Regions from separate parts of the Gossypium hirsutum genome. Here all the other regions are linked to region 1. A link is a contact called in public Hi-C data. All regions are on one chromosome and are shown on one strand. The core of a region is the stretch at or near the end of the contact, and the rest is flanking DNA. Distances in the headings are between cores, read along the strand shown. Region 1 holds the start of LOC107918509. Region 2 holds the start of LOC107919116 (putative gamma-glutamylcyclotransferase At3g02910). Region 3 holds the start of LOC107919937 (calmodulin-interacting protein 111).

What was found. A called contact is a pair of places that touch in the nucleus more often than the background predicts.
Region 2: a Hi-C map of leaf shows a contact between it and region 1, with 2.2 times the contacts expected there. The contact joins the promoter of LOC107919116 here to the promoter of LOC107918509 in region 1. A contact is called at or near these places in 6 of 34 Hi-C or Micro-C datasets (callus, leaf and petal).
Region 3: a contact with region 1 is called in a Hi-C map of leaf, with 4 times the contacts expected there. The contact joins the promoter of LOC107919937 here to the promoter of LOC107918509 in region 1. A contact is called at or near these places in 14 of 34 Hi-C or Micro-C datasets (anther, callus, hypocotyl and 3 more).

Annotation. Positions count from the first base shown.
Region 1 is chrA08:112,034,044-112,037,095 of Gossypium_hirsutum_v2.1, reverse strand. LOC107918509 reads left to right here and starts at 1,583. Exons shown (of 3, transcript XM_016848080.2): 1 at 1,583-2,301; 2 at 2,384-2,556; 3 at 2,638-3,030. The coding sequence starts at 1,774. The coding sequence ends at 2,734. It overlaps LOC121203161, which reads left to right. Exons shown (of 6, transcript XR_005899765.1): 6 at 1-1,530.
Region 2 is chrA08:112,205,496-112,208,547 of Gossypium_hirsutum_v2.1, reverse strand. It overlaps LOC107919116 (putative gamma-glutamylcyclotransferase At3g02910), which reads right to left and starts at 1,407. Exons shown (of 1, transcript XM_016848645.1): 1 at 970-1,407. The coding sequence starts at 1,407. The coding sequence ends at 970.
Region 3 is chrA08:111,870,725-111,873,776 of Gossypium_hirsutum_v2.1, reverse strand. LOC107919937 (calmodulin-interacting protein 111) reads left to right here and starts at 1,389. Exons shown (of 11, transcript XM_041074797.1): 1 at 1,389-1,957; 2 at 2,090-2,248; 3 at 2,624-3,052. The coding sequence starts at 1,670.

The DNA.
Region 1 (3,052 bases), core at 334-2,833:
AACAGCTGTTCACTTCAATTTTTAATTCCCATTTGTCCCCGAAACACAATTTCAGATCAAATGGGACTTTTTATCCATAGCCTTTTGTGCAGAATACAGCATGGGTACACAGAAACAGCCAAATCCATTTGCTGCCTTTGCCCATAACTTGCAATCCTTGGAACTTTTAGGGAACATCCCCTTTTCCTTTATATTTATACATATCAATTTTATATTAATACAAGAACTAAATATTTGTGGTTCCCCTCTTTTCCTTTTTAAATATATATATCAATTTTATTTTAATACAAGAGCTAAATATTTGTGGTTCGGAGGATGTTGAGAATTTATTTATGGACATATGTCAATTGAGTATTAATTCGATTAATATGGATATTATTATTGATGTAGGAAGATATAAATTTGAGTGCGCTAAAACACATTATCCTCCTATTTATGAGTTTATGACGGACTACGTAAAGTTATAAACATTGTGTAAAATAAAAAAATAAATATGATTAAAACTTATAATAAAATTCTTAAAAACAAAGAAACAAACAACCATCCATATAATTCTTTTAGGTTTTAATATTTTAAATATCCTTTCATATTTTAATTCCACTTCAAATTAAGAACTCCTCATCAATTTATGAAATAATGATAATAATTATCTTTGAAAGTAGTTAATATTTTTTTAAACATTATTTTTATAGTAAATACTTTTTAAGTACATTTAACTATTTCACTCATTTTTTAAATTTATTTATTTATCTACTAAAAATGCTATCACACTTATATGCATATGGAAATTATAAATTCAGAATACAAATGCGTGTTTAAATATAACATACAATAAATAATGAAACATGTCTTGAAATTAATTAATAATAACACATGAAATATGCACAATATTAAAATTAAAAAAATAAGATTTAATTGTTTATCATTGTGTTATCACTAATCTTGAGTTAGTGTCGAGTTAAGTTATAACACAAACTCAATCAAATGCATTATTAATATGTACAGCTAATGTAGATAAGATGTTGTGCGTATTAAAACAAAAATGCATAAAAAAACATGAAAATAAAACTTTTGTTGAGTGGTAATTCAAGGTTTTACTAGTTTAATTGGTATGATTTCAAAACTCACCATAAGTAATTTTTATTGATTTATGTTAAAATGAAAATATTAAAATACTCTTAAATAATATAACTTATTTTAATTACGTAAATGTATTTTCATAAAATTCTATTTTACTATTTTTATTTTTTTTTAAAATAAAAAAATTGCATATAGCTAAGTTCGAATACATTTTAATTCTATTACACACACTTTATTATATCTATCAATAATATATATCGATAATATTATTAATTAAATTGACAACACTAATTCGAGATTGACAATAATACTATAAAAAACAATTGTATAGCATTAATTTTTAAATATCACTATATTCGGAAATCCGTACAATTGCATGCGGGTCCCAACCCGAAGTTACTTGCTCCAACAGGTGGCATCACGACCTTTCTTAATCATCCTTTTAACGTGACCCCATAAATAGATAAAAAAGTGTTCCAGTCTTCACCAAAGCCGATGCCACGCTCATGCCTAACTCACGCTCCTATTTACACCTGTCCCCATCTCATTCTCTTCAAGTCAACTACCGTCACCACATCTAACGGCTCCTACTTATCTATATTAATGCGAAGCTTCCCCCTCCAAAGGCCTAATCTCTAACTGACACTACAAAGTTTAACAAAACAAATTTGAGAATCAAAAGCTCTTCCAGTTATGAAAGCTGCTATCTTGAGAGCGGGTTCCCTTCCGGTCACCTCATCAGCTCTGCCCGGTTCTCCCAAGGTTTCTCTTTCTCGTCAAAGCTCGTTCGGTGCAGTTTTCTCCGGTGAGAGATCTGGCTTCTCTCTTAGCTCTCCGATAGTATCGTTGCATTTCCCTATGGATAAACGGAAGCCAATGGAATCTCGCGCGCAAATAAGGCGAGCTTTGTCTGAGACTGATATTATCAAGTCGGAGACTCGGGTTCCCGGTGGATCTCGGTGTTTTACGGCGGGGATACCGGAGGAGGAGTATGTGTCGGATTATGAAATAGACGGTGGATTCCGAACGGAATTCGGGATCTCGATGGAAGAAATTGGATTTTCCGGTGATGGATTTGGAACTGGCGGGAAAATTGGCGGTGATAACGGAGATGATTCGTACGGTGATAAGGGGAAGATGGGCGATTATTATCGTGAAATGTTGAAACTAAACCCCGGTGACCCACTTCTTTTGAGAAACTACGGCAGGTTCTTACACGAGGTAAAAAAGTTTGACATCACTAATACATAGAAAAGTTTTGATCTTTCGAAAATCTGATGGATATTGCATTATGGTTTTGCAGGTGGAAAAGGATATGGAGAGAGCAGAGGAGTATTACGGGAGAGCTATCTTAGCCAGCCCTGGAGATGGGGAAGTTTTGTCTTTGTACGGGAACCTAATCTGGGAACGACACAGAGACGAGAGCCGTGCTAAGTCTTACTTCGACCGAGCCGTCACTGCTTCTCCTGACGACTGGTAGTTATGCTTCATTTTCTATAGGCTCCATACTTGAATATATTTTCAGCCAATTAACCTGAACTTGGGTATAATTTGCAGCATGGTGCTGGGATCTTACGCCAACTTTCTGTGGGATGCAGAGGAAGATGATGAAGAAGAAGTAGAAATGTCGAAGGCTATGGTGGCAGCTTTTTAATGCTCTTATCGTTTACTTTCAATCATGGTAGACCGAAAAAAAGAAAGAAGGAAGAGGATGAAAAGGTTTTCGATTAACAAGAGAATAATCATGTTTTCTGTGTAATACTATTATTATTATATTAGATTAAATTAATGCTAATGCTAATGCTAACATCAATAACAAGATAATAAGCTTTTGTTTATTTTAATTTTTGTTTACATGCAACATGTTTGTACATATTTTATAAGATTGCTCCATCTGAGTTTGTCAATCCTAAGCAACATTTTGTCAATATAGATATGGCTTAAATTTCATCTATATCTTTCAAATATGCTC
Region 2 (3,052 bases), core at 158-2,657, 170 kb before region 1:
ATAAAAAAATTAATTATATAGTTTTAAAAAACTAGAGTTTTTTGTAGGTAAAAATATGTAATAAATTATGTATTATTTTCTTACAATTATTTAATTATACAAAATATATATTATTTAGTTAAATTATAGGGTAAACTATACAAATAGTCACCCAAATATGTATTTAATTTGGTCATTTAACTATTAATTATTTTGATTTAATCATTTAATTTTTCGAAATTAAATATTTTAATCAATTTCCCCTTAACAAGTTAATCAAAGTCCAACTTGAATTTTTTTTATTGGCCTAATAACAAAATAAACTATTTAATTTACACAAATATAATAATAATAAACAATTGAATTGAATTTAATATTTTTAATTTAATAAATTTATCTATTTAAAATTTGTTCACTCACAATTTAAATTATTATTATTTAGTTTAAGTACATATTTGTTGTTATTATTATTTTCAGAACCTCGTTCCTTCTCATTACAATGGACTCATTGTATGTATGAGGCCTGTTGTAACTTCCTCATTACATAATAACATCCACGTAAGAAGGGTCGTTTATTAAATATGGTTTTAGGGGATGCCAAGCACCAATCAAATATATTACTGGTTACAATAAACCAGTTGCGGAGCCACTGTTAAAATGGTAGCTTTTTAATTTAAATTTTTTATAATTTATAAAATTTTAAATTGATAATAATAAAATTATATTTAAATTTTTAAAAATAATAATAATTTAATTTAATTTTTTTAAAATTATAAAAATAAAAATTATTAAAATAATAAAATTATATTTTTACTATGGTACAAATATACCCGGAATAGAAAAGAAACTTCATATAAAGCCAATTGTAACCATAGAATTTATTTGATTCAAACTGCACCTTAAACGAGCAAATTAATCATCAGGGGTGATAAATGATGCAATATCATGAAGAATACTGCCACTTCCTGGGGCCCTATCCTCTTTTCTAACCTACTCTTTTCCCTCTTTATCCCCAAACTCCGCCAAACCCACCTTTCCTTTCCTCTCCCACAACTTTTCCCCGAAACTCCGATGAGCGAAATAACCTTGCGCCTCCACCAAGACGCTATCTTTCCCTTCTTCGCACACTTGAATGGGTAATCGCTCGTAGTGTCCGATACTGGAGCTTTCCAGTTCATCCACTCGTGCTCGTCCCTGAGCGGACACAGAGTACAACTCGCCCTTCACTCGATGACCGCATCCAAGGAGGTTGATGAGGTAGGGGATGCCGTGTGGGCCTATAACAAGTGGGTGGCATTGATGGGTCACATAGGGTCCTAAAAAATTAGCGTCTTTTTTGCGGATAAGGTCTTGCATTAGGAAATGATTTTGATGGCCTTGTTTCAAAGTTCCATAGGAGAAGAGCAGCGTCCTACTGGCTTCAGCCATGGAGATCGGCGGGCGCAACAGAGAAAAAAAGGAAGATGGTTTAGATGAGAAAAGCGTAAATAAAAAACGCTATTTCCTTGTTCGGACGGTATTGCGATGGGCTAAAAGCCCTCTAGGTTGAAATGAATGAAACCAATCCAATATTCAAAACCCATTTAGGGAAAGCAAAGCCTGCCCAACTTTTATGAATATGCCCAATCCAAGATTCATTCCTCAAATCTTGAATGTGAAAGATGATTTAAACAAAAAAAAAAACAATGGATGGTCAAATAAATGATGGTTTTGACCAAAGATGCTGGGGGCTCTCGAGTCCCTTGGCAAAGCACGCTATCCAACATCTAGAAAAACCTCCGATCGGCAATTTAATTAATTAAATTAGAACCATCTACGCTACTCTCCACCACTTACTTTGGCTTCACCTGATACCCACTCCAATTCATTTATTGTTATTTAATAAGAAAAAAGGGAAATGGCATTCGTGTGCGTATGTCTGTCGCCATTCGAATTGGCACGAGTCCCTAAAATGCGCAACAGAATTAAAAAAGAAAAATGAAACTGAAAGCGATAGATATAGATGTCTGATGTGAAACATCCAATGAAACAAAGACGCTACAGTGAATTTTATCTGTAATTTAGTGTGGACAAATACCAAAAGGGGACCTCCAAGTTCTATGCCCCCACATGACCTGCCTTGCATCCCATGTTCCAGTCCTCAAAATTTGTGAACTAAATGATAGGCTTCCTCTCTCCTCCTCTTTGCTTCACTTCACCCACAATTTGCTTTGATTTCAACGCCTCATATATTAGATATTTTATGCACTCTAATATTATCCTAACTCCATCAAATTCCACATCCTCACATACCCAAAAGATAAAAAAAAGAAAAAGAAAAAAAAAAGGAGGTAATCACATTGAAAGATTGGTGGAGGTTGCAAACTATACAAAGAGACAATGGAGAGATGCAACTGTGGTGGTGCAGAAAGGCATGTTCTTATGTACATTCTTGCCTGTACATTGTACACTGCCCAAACAAATATCCCCCCCATTGCATCGGTTTATGTGTAATCTCGGTTTAATTTATACACCACGCACGCTTTATCGCTTTGCTTGCATTGTATCTGATCAACTTCTCCTAAAATCTATATAGGTTGCCATGATATGGTAGGGCAACAATACTACAAACCTACAGCACTGCATCATTAAGTTTTCAGCTCTTTGTTTTGGTTTGTTGTTCAAGTTACCGAAGACTTACCCCTCCAAGATTTTGAATAAATAGTTGGAAAGCTAGCTTCATTCATGGTTAAAGATGTAGGCTAAATCGACACATTTGGGTTCAAGTAATAAGTTGAACCTTTTTTTAAACAATTCTTTGGGTTTAAATATTGTGGATGGAATAAGTATTTTGGGAAAACTTTGTACTTCTTTTTAGGAATCTCACTTGACTTTAGTTTTAGTCGTATTCCAATGTGACTATTGAATATAGAGAGGACTTAGATAATAATAAATAAAAAAAATAACAACAAAATCTTTAGATTCAAGCTTTGTAGATGAAAAAAATAATTTTAAAAGAACTTTGCCTTTCATTTGAAGATCCAACTTGATTTGACTTCTAACTTATTCAAGTTTCAATGTAACTCTTAAATAC
Region 3 (3,052 bases), core at 140-2,639, 160 kb after region 1:
TTGGTATCATTAATGATAATGTAACTTTTTACCTCTAAATTTGATAAGGAGGTTTACATTTACCTGTAGCTTAATTTTGGTATCTATATTTTTTTAGGGTTTATTCTTGAATTTAATAATTAAATTTATGTTTATCTCTAAACTTAAATTTTTTTAAAAAAAATCTTAAAAGTTTGATGATTTAGTATTCTAAATTTGAAAAATTAAAAATTTTTTAGATCATGATGTGGTATAATCTCATAGTTGTCCTATTCAATGTTTTAATAACTGAACTCATGGTTAAATAGGTTAGACCACTAATTCTCGATTCAACTAGTTTGATTAGTTCAATTGTCAAACTAGTAGTAATTAAAAATTCTCAAAAATCTAAAAAAAGTAAAAAGAGAGATAAAACCGGTTTTACTTGATTTTTTATATTTTTATAAATTTTTTAATTATTGTTAGTCTGACAATTGAATTGGTTAAATCGAGAATTGATGATTTAACTTGTTCAACCATCGGTTCGGTTATTAAAAACTAAATATAATACTCTAATATTGTATGACATCATCATCTACTTTATTTAAAGTGAAAATAGACATAGTTTTCAAGTTCAAACTAGGTTAAAAAATATATATAAGTATCAAAGTGAAGCTAATTATGAAATTTAAGAGGATAATGGGGATGTAACTATCAAGTTCAATAGCAAAAAATCACATTATCCCCCTTTTTTTCATAATAGGCTTAAATGAATAATACTTTTCAAATTCAGGAATAAAAGTAAAAAAAAAATTGAAGGGGCAAAACTTACATTAACCCCAGATTAACCACTTTATTAACCCTTTCAATTATAGCAGGCTAGGTTCACAACAACAAATAATTGTATCTAAGAACAGTTGCGAAAGTGACACTCTTAATTTAGTTTATTATTTTAAATTGTTTGTATTTAGTAGCGAAATTTGGATTTGAAGTATAAGGGTGTGTTTGTTATTTTAGGGAAAATATAGTTCTCATATTTATGTGCTTGTTTACAGAAAATAAAATTGGGCAATGCAAAATATCTTACAATTAACTTCATGTTTTACACTTTGAGAACTCGTAAAACATTTTACAAATGTTACCCTATTTTTACTTTACTCATTCACCTTTCACTTACTTCACACTTGTTTTCTCAATTTCTCCATTCTCTTCTTTTCCTCCCATAAAAATTAGTGAACTATTTTTTTATTTTATTTTATGTTATTTAAAATTTTAATTTGTACCAAAATAAATTATTTAAATTTTTATTTATTTTAAAATTAAAAATTAAAAATTAAAAGTTATATAATGATTTTATCTTTCAAATTTTCTTCCTCAGAGTTTATTTTTGAATTTATTGTTCGATATATAGCATCAAAAACAAAACCCAGGGTGGGCTGCTTTGAACCAAAACTGAGAATAAGCTTGCCTCACATTTGGCCCCAAAATATAAATCTGACTGTATCCTACAAATTGCGGTTGTTTTGAGACCTTAGGGACCTCACAGTGTGCTTTCTTAGTGCTCACCATTTGTTTTCGCTTTGTTCGCGGCACCACAATAAGAGCCGCCTCCCTCAAGAAGAAAGCTTCGCCATTCTTCAGTTCCACTGCAGTCAGTTTCTTTCTTCTTTATTTTACTTTCTGATCCCAGGCTTTGGGGCCTGCTGTGGAGATGCCTTCAAAGTCCAAGAAGCAATCGAAGACGCCTTCAAGGCAATCAAATTCCGACCTATCGGCTTCTCCACGGACACTTTCGGTGACTTCTCTTGATTCAGAAGTTAGTGAAGAAGATCTTAGGTGTTCCATTGATGAAGTTTCGAAGCAATATCCTTCTCTTATTGGAAAATCTGCTTTCATTGGACGAGTTAATTATGTTGATTCCGAAACTAGAAGCTGTAAAATTTGGTTGTCAGAGTCTTCTATGGTCGCTTCTTATCTCGCTCCTGGTTCATTAGTATCGGTAATTCATTATGACTGTTTCTACTTTCTAGTATGTGATAGGAAATGTTAGTAACTTTTCAAGGATTGCGTTCTTACCCTTGCTGCACCACCGCTTTTCTGCTGCTGAATTATATTCTAATCCCATTGCTAGGTCTCACTTTCTGCTTTGAAGAATAAACATTCAAATGGATGTCCTTTAAGTTCTGTAACAGATGAATATACTCTACCTTTTGGTGTTGGTTCGGCCAATGAAACTACAAAAGAAGTTGGAAACTACTTTGCACTTGCTACAGTTTTTCCATCTTGTAAGGTTCGAATGACCATCTTATGGTAGTCTAACACTCTTTATATACTATCTTCTCCTTTTTTTTTTGTATGAATTTAAACAAAAGTTAAAAGGAAGTGGATGCTTCCGCTACCGTTATACCTAATGTAGATGCATTACAATTAAATAAAAGTTGGTTACTTCTGAAAGGATATGGGTAACTACTTAAGTTTATGTGGTAGAATATATTTCAGAGGGTCCGTTGGGGCTGCATATTTTGTTAAGGCGAATTGATGGATATCATTTAAGTTGTAAATTATGGACTTGATGCTATGTCTCTTAGCTTGCACCTTCTTAATTTTGGAAGCTACAAATGGACTTGATGCTATGCTCTACCTTCATCTTTTTCTTTCTTTCCAGGTTTTGAAGAATGGAGTCAGATTGTCTTCAAGCCTTTCATATACACTGGGTTCTCCCTCTTCTGGCAGCATCGTGTTTGTTTACCCTATACAAAGTGAATTTCAAACTGGTCTTATAAATGAGAGTGAAAAGGGTCATAACCCAAATTCTAATTGCCTCTCATTGAATAGCTGCCAGCAATTGCATCTGGAACTGACTTCTAAGAATACAGTAAATACAAGCTATGATATACAATCTAAAATGGAATTCTCTACAGGGAGAAGTCATGATCGATTTGAGAATGGAATAACATCTTCCCCTAAGACGCCATTATATCAGTCAAAGCTGAGTTCACTTCATTCTGCTCAGGTAGATTCACCCTTTTGTGAAAGCTCTGCATCAAATATCTCCAAACCAAATGGTTTATGTGTTGATTCATTTGATGTTAAA